Linked DNA regions of Mus musculus: region 2 is linked to region 1. The links are chromatin contacts, called in public HiChIP or PLAC-seq maps. All regions are on one chromosome and are shown on one strand. The core of a region is the stretch at or near the end of the contact, and the rest is flanking DNA. Distances in the headings are between cores, read along the strand shown.

Region 1 (2,727 bases), core at 64-2,563:
TGAGCCATCAAGATTACATAAAGTGTAAATCAGCCTAAATACCTAGGAGCAGAAATTTTCAGAGGGAAATTCTGTCATCTTGCTCTGTTTCGTACTTAGCCCTGCATGTGTGGGTCCCAAGCTGAGAGACTGTTAGGGTTGTTTTGTTTTGTTTTGTTTTGTTTCATCTCTTTTCCTTTGAGATTGAATCAGACTTTGCTTTCATTATAAAAAGTAACATGCCAACCAGATAGGCTGTGGGGGTGGTTCCGTTGGAGGAAATCAAAACGGTTCTGATTACCCGGAGAGCCACCCACTTCTTCATGATCCAAAAGAAGAGCCCTGCAGCTCTCAGAGGTAACGATTTCATGTTTCCAACGTGTGCTTGGCCATGCAGCCTTCCTGCTGGTTCTGTCTCTGGCTGGCTGTGTTACCCCTGTTTTATCAGGGGCCTTAACTCTGTCCCATTTCCTCAGGGGAGACTTGAAGCTTGCATGGCATTAGAGCGTGGTGTTTGGGGCCTTTCTGCCGCTCTTCAGCTTGGCTCTGCGTTGTGAACTGGTGTTTCTGTGTTTACCCGACTCTGACAAAGTGCCCGGGCTGCTCTGATAGGTATCTCGGCCTCTATGGTTGTTGTTTAAGGACTTGATGCTTACGAATGCTTCTAGCAAAGGAGCCAAGATAGTTCTCAGCATTCTCACATAAGGTGATTGTGGGCTTGTGGCTATTCTGTAGAACGGCACGAGTGTTATGGCTTCAGGGTTTGATTTTATTTCAAGAGAGTGAGATACGGAGATGTTCTCCTCACAGATGACGTTATGATATGATTCCAGCTACAATTCTTTGCTTTAACATACTCATAGTAAGAACGGAGGGAGGCAAAAGAAAAATGTCTGAGACTTAAAAGAGAAAATTCCTCCTTTTTAAGATAGCACTTAGACAAAGTACCAGAAGTGTGTTCTTTATATTTATCAGCCCTCAACACAGCACTCTGTGAGATCCTGTAATCCTGTGAAATGAGCTTATCAGGAAAGTTTCTGGGGAGCTACATGCGGACGGAAATGAGGTCCTGCCTTCAGTGAAGCACTGGACAAGAATTCTCGCCAATATGGCGGAAGTGAGCAAGGAAGCCAGTCTCTTGAGTGGAAAAGGACCGGCAGGGCTGGGTTTGGATTTGGGGGCTTAAAGGTAGTCTGACATAGCAGACCTTTGCTCTTCTGTAAGCATGTCCAGAGACTACAGCATTTCATGATGGGTCCCATGTGAGCATTGTGGGTTCAGCGCTAAGGCCACCGTCCTGGCCGCACTGCAGTGTTTGTTCACCCGTGGGCTGTGCGAGGCAGCGGGGCAGTGTGTGCAGCCAGCAGCAGCGAGGGTGCTAATGCATGGTCAGTGATGTCAGGAGTTACGCGGCCGGCCGCGGTTTCAAAACACTGCAGTAAACAAGGTCAGAGTGTCCCCCTTTGGCTGGAACGGAGGCTTGTTTTTATGAGCTGGGCAGTACATGGATGAAGTAATTTTCCAAACAAACGTCATATTTATATGTATGTTTTTCTTCTTTCTGAATTAAAAAGAAACAAGTTACCCAGATGAAATTTGTTACCAGTTACATTACAAAGATTACATTTTTTTCTGTTTTTTTTTTTTTTTGTGTGTGTGTGAAGGAAATAATCTAGGTTTCTATTTTATGCTTACTTTTAAAAAATAATTTGTTAATTCTTTGAGACTTTCATGCAGGCATGTATGTTTTGATCATACTTACACTGTACTCTGTCCAGATCCAACTCCCATCTCCCTACACACACCCATATTTCATATCCCCTAATCTAAGAATTTTAAATACATGGTAGATATTAAATCATGGTAGATTTCAGTCACATTCAGTAGCAACATGATTCGCCTTGTCTTCTACTTCTGGTTTTGACGTGGACGGGTTTCTAAGCTAAAGAAATTTACTGGTACAGATACTGCGCACGCACGGCATGGTCCTTGTCTTAAGGCGTTCCCCAACCTTGAACCTGAGAGTGCCAGAGAGTGGTGTCTCTCAATGTTTATAGGCGCAGTTAGGCTGGGCTGGCCACAGGGTTCTGGAGGTAACAAGTGTGTGTCTCTGTGTGTCTGTGTCTGTCTGTGTGTAGTGAGTGACAACAGCAGTGAGACCACGTGACATCCAGAGGTCATCTCTGTCTGCGCTGGGGATTCCTTGTTCTCAAAAGTGTCTTCAGTAGCTCTGAAATGAATTGTGAACTTGTGGCATCGATAGGCGGGCAGGCGCTTTGGTGTTGTTCCACAGTAAACCTGGCTGTATGAGTCCAGGCACAGCTTTTGTAATGAAACCAGGGCCTTGAGGAGAAGCAGTTGCCGGGCAGCCAGAACACAACCTGCTTGCAGCTGGGAAGCGGAGTAAGTTGTTTTTTTTTTTGTTTCTTTGGTCAGTCTCTTCTGCATGTTTTTTCTTGTTAACAATGTTAGATCCTCAATACCTGGCAAGCGCCAAGCTTCCTCCCCCCACCCCCCGCCCCGCCCCTGCCAAGTCATGTGGAAATGGGGGATATAGTTTGTTATGTCTGATTGCTTCATTTCTGCCCTCTCATATCTTAAGATGCTGGCTCACTTTAGAGGCTAGCAGTATTATCAAGAAGAAAACAGGCTCAGTTGGTCACTCCCCAGCCCTTGGCCCTTCTCTCTCAGTTAAGTGGCAGTGGCACAGACAAGGGTTTTCCATGCTGGAACTCCTTCAGCAAGACA
Region 2 (2,727 bases), core at 69-2,568, 170 kb before region 1:
TGCATGGAGCAGACACACTACAGATCACGAGGTGGAAGCATCCTAGACTAATAGTGCTACCTCCTCTTTTTCTTGTCTTCCTCTCCCCTCTGCCTCTCTCCCTCTCCTTTCCTCTATCCAGCAGGTGAGATAGCTGTTAAGAAAATCTCCAAGTCCCTTTAAAAGTTTATTTCAATAACAGTGAACATGAGCGGCAGAAACTGCCTCTCAGGACTCTTCTCGGGTCACAGTCAGTGTTGGGAACTGGTTCACTGGTCATTCACTCAGTGCTGGACAACCATTCAGGAACCAGGCTTAGCTAAGGAACCATCACCAGTTACACATGAGTTTCTCTGGAAAGGTCCTGATTGCAGGCATTCTCCAAGCCAAGCCTCTGGCAATGCTGTGCACCCCCTCCATTCTAAAGGAGCCTCTTTATCCAGATTGACATGGAGCATCTCTCCAGAGGACTTTGAGTTCCATTCTGAGACCTCAACTTTGTCACCTGAGCTCACCTCCAGCCACCCTCTGGCAGTGTTCAGCCAGCAGGGCACTGGCTGCATGCTGACGAAGGTCTTGCTATGCCGCACACCGTGGTCCTCAGGAAGGGCAGCATCAGCATCACCTGGATGGTCAGCATCCGTTGGTAATGCAGCCTAGCTCCCACCCTCAACTGACTGCATCAGAGCCTACAGCTTAAGTTCAGGTTCAGGAAGCAGCGGTCTTAGGGATCATCATCTGCTCAGGGTTGCTTTTGCTGGCAACGTGACTCACCATGTCAGGCTCCCAAGTTGTATCCGTGCATTTTCCATTTCAAGGCTCTACACAGATTTCCCTGCAGTGCTCCCGGGCAAGTGAGCTCGACTTGGATGAGTTCCCACCCAGCGGGCCTCAGGATGGTGGTGCTCTGAGCGGTCACACCGTTATATAGTGCAGCCTCCTGCTAAGCAAGCTATGCCCACCCCCTAGGTCACCCTGCCCTCCTGTTCCCTCAGCTCCAGTGGTACCATGTTCATAAATTGTTGTTAAAGAAGGAAATTACCAGAAAGAAAAAAAAATAATGTCTATAAACCTGCACAGTTTAGAGCTAAAGAATATGTTAAAATTTTCCATTGTGGAAATTTCCCAGCTACTGGGCTCTTTAGATTTTTTTTTTTTCAGAGCTGCAAGCAAAGAATGGAAATTTCCAAACGCAGCATCGAGAGCTGCTGTTCTGCTGACTGTCTGGCTCAGCCGGGGTCATCTGCTTCTCTAAAGACATCAAGGAATGCCAAGGTAGGGCTAAGAGAACACGATGGGCTTCCTCTGCAGGCAGGAAGGAAGATCTTTGCGCGCTGCCTAAGAGCTGGGAGGAGAGGAGAGGAGAGGAGAGGCAGCAGAGGTGACACCCCCTGCTCCCTCCCCCTGAACAGGAAGTCATCCCACTTGACTTCTTTCCAGGGGCAGCTGGCTGGCAGGATTTGTGTTTTTAAAAGACATTCCTAAGGTGGGTGGGAGATACAGAAACATGAGAGAAAGAAATCTTTGTTGGGGTCTAATTTTGAAAGGACTTTACCTGGTAGCTATATCATTCAATCATGTGACCTATCCAAGAAAATCAATCAAAATCTCTCTCTCTCTCTCTCTCTCTCTCTCTCTCTCTCTCTCTCTCTCTCTCTCTCTGTGTGTGTGTGTGTGTGTGTGTGTGTGTGTGTGTGTGTGTGTCTCATGTAGCCAAGGCTGGTCTTGACCTCCTGATCCCCTTTCCTTCACCTCCCAAATGCTGGGATTAAAGGCATGTGCCATTATGCCCAGCATTAATTCTGAATTTAGAATCTTCAAGCTGTACCTCCTGAGACAGCTCTATCTCCTCATCCCCCATAAACCAAACCTTCCACAAATATCCCAGCAGGTTCTGTCCCCACCTCGGCAATAATTTCAACAGGCCTGTTCCTTTCCACTGCAGCTACGTAAAAATACATTCCTGTTCACAGCTGGTCCTGCCGCCTGAGTCAACAGGCATCTAATAGTTCCCTGAGATCTGGCATGTTCCTTCCACCCACGAATGCTGTTCCTACAGAAGTCTCAACAGCAGCAACTCCATGGAAGTTGGTGTCAGGGCGTCAGCTTCCTGCAGACGCCGAAGGACCCCTGAGTGGCTTTGGAACAGAAGGAATATTCTCAAACCTAAGCCATGTGGTTTTTGTCTGACTGAAAGTTTGGTTTCTGTTTGTCACCTTTCAGGAAGTTCTTAACAAACAAGTGTTATCTATGAGTTCTGTGCTCTGCCATCCCCTGGCACCAGGGAAAGGACTGCAATGAAGGGTTTTTGACATCCTTGTTCTTTATACTAAACACTCTTTATTGAAACAAGTTTGATAACAGTGATGAATTTCTGGCAAGAAACTTTAAAAAAAAATCACACAGCGGCCCCTGACTATAAATTCAACACTGCCACAAGTTCGGGACCAATCAGGTCTAGAGGGTGAGACCCTATCTTGACAAGCTGAGCAGGAGCATGGGTTAGGGAGGTGGCTCAGTTGGTGGAATGCTTGCTGTGCAGGCATCTGGACCTGGGATTGGATGCCAGGTACCCTTGTAAAGTCAGGCATGATGGCATGCATCTTTAACCCCAGTGGCAGGGAGGCAGAGATGGGGGGAGCCCTGGGCTCACTGGTCAGCCAGTCTAGCCAAACTGATGAATTCCAGGATCAGAGACAACTTGTCTCCAAAAACAAAAACAAAAACAAAACAAAAACAAAGAAAAAC

The links. HiChIP or PLAC-seq counts read pairs in DNA pulled down with a chosen protein or histone mark.
Region 2: an H3K27ac HiChIP or PLAC-seq map of heart atrium shows a contact between it and region 1, with 6 read pairs. The contact joins two enhancer-like sites. A contact is called at or near these places in 2 of 115 datasets of contacts at active chromatin or transcription factors (CD8 T cells and heart atrium).

The regions. Positions count from the first base shown.
Region 1 is chr6:31,112,382-31,115,108 of GRCm38.p6, reverse strand. All of the region lies in intron 3 of Lncpint (long non-protein coding RNA, Trp53 induced transcript), which reads left to right. Among named protein-coding and RNA genes, the nearest start is that of Mir29b-1, 51 kb to the right of the region's middle. Within about 2 kb of position 1,313, at least 89 of the 459 cell types and tissues checked have an H3K27ac peak or open chromatin away from gene starts, as enhancers often do. A contact at or near this core is called in heart atrium, where this site is marked.
Region 2 is chr6:31,287,147-31,289,873 of GRCm38.p6, reverse strand. All of the region lies in intron 2 of 2210408F21Rik (RIKEN cDNA 2210408F21 gene), which reads right to left. Among named protein-coding and RNA genes, the nearest start is that of Gm38782, 45 kb to the right of the region's middle. Within about 2 kb of position 1,318, at least 85 of the 459 cell types and tissues checked have an H3K27ac peak or open chromatin away from gene starts, as enhancers often do. A contact at or near this core is called in heart atrium, where this site is marked.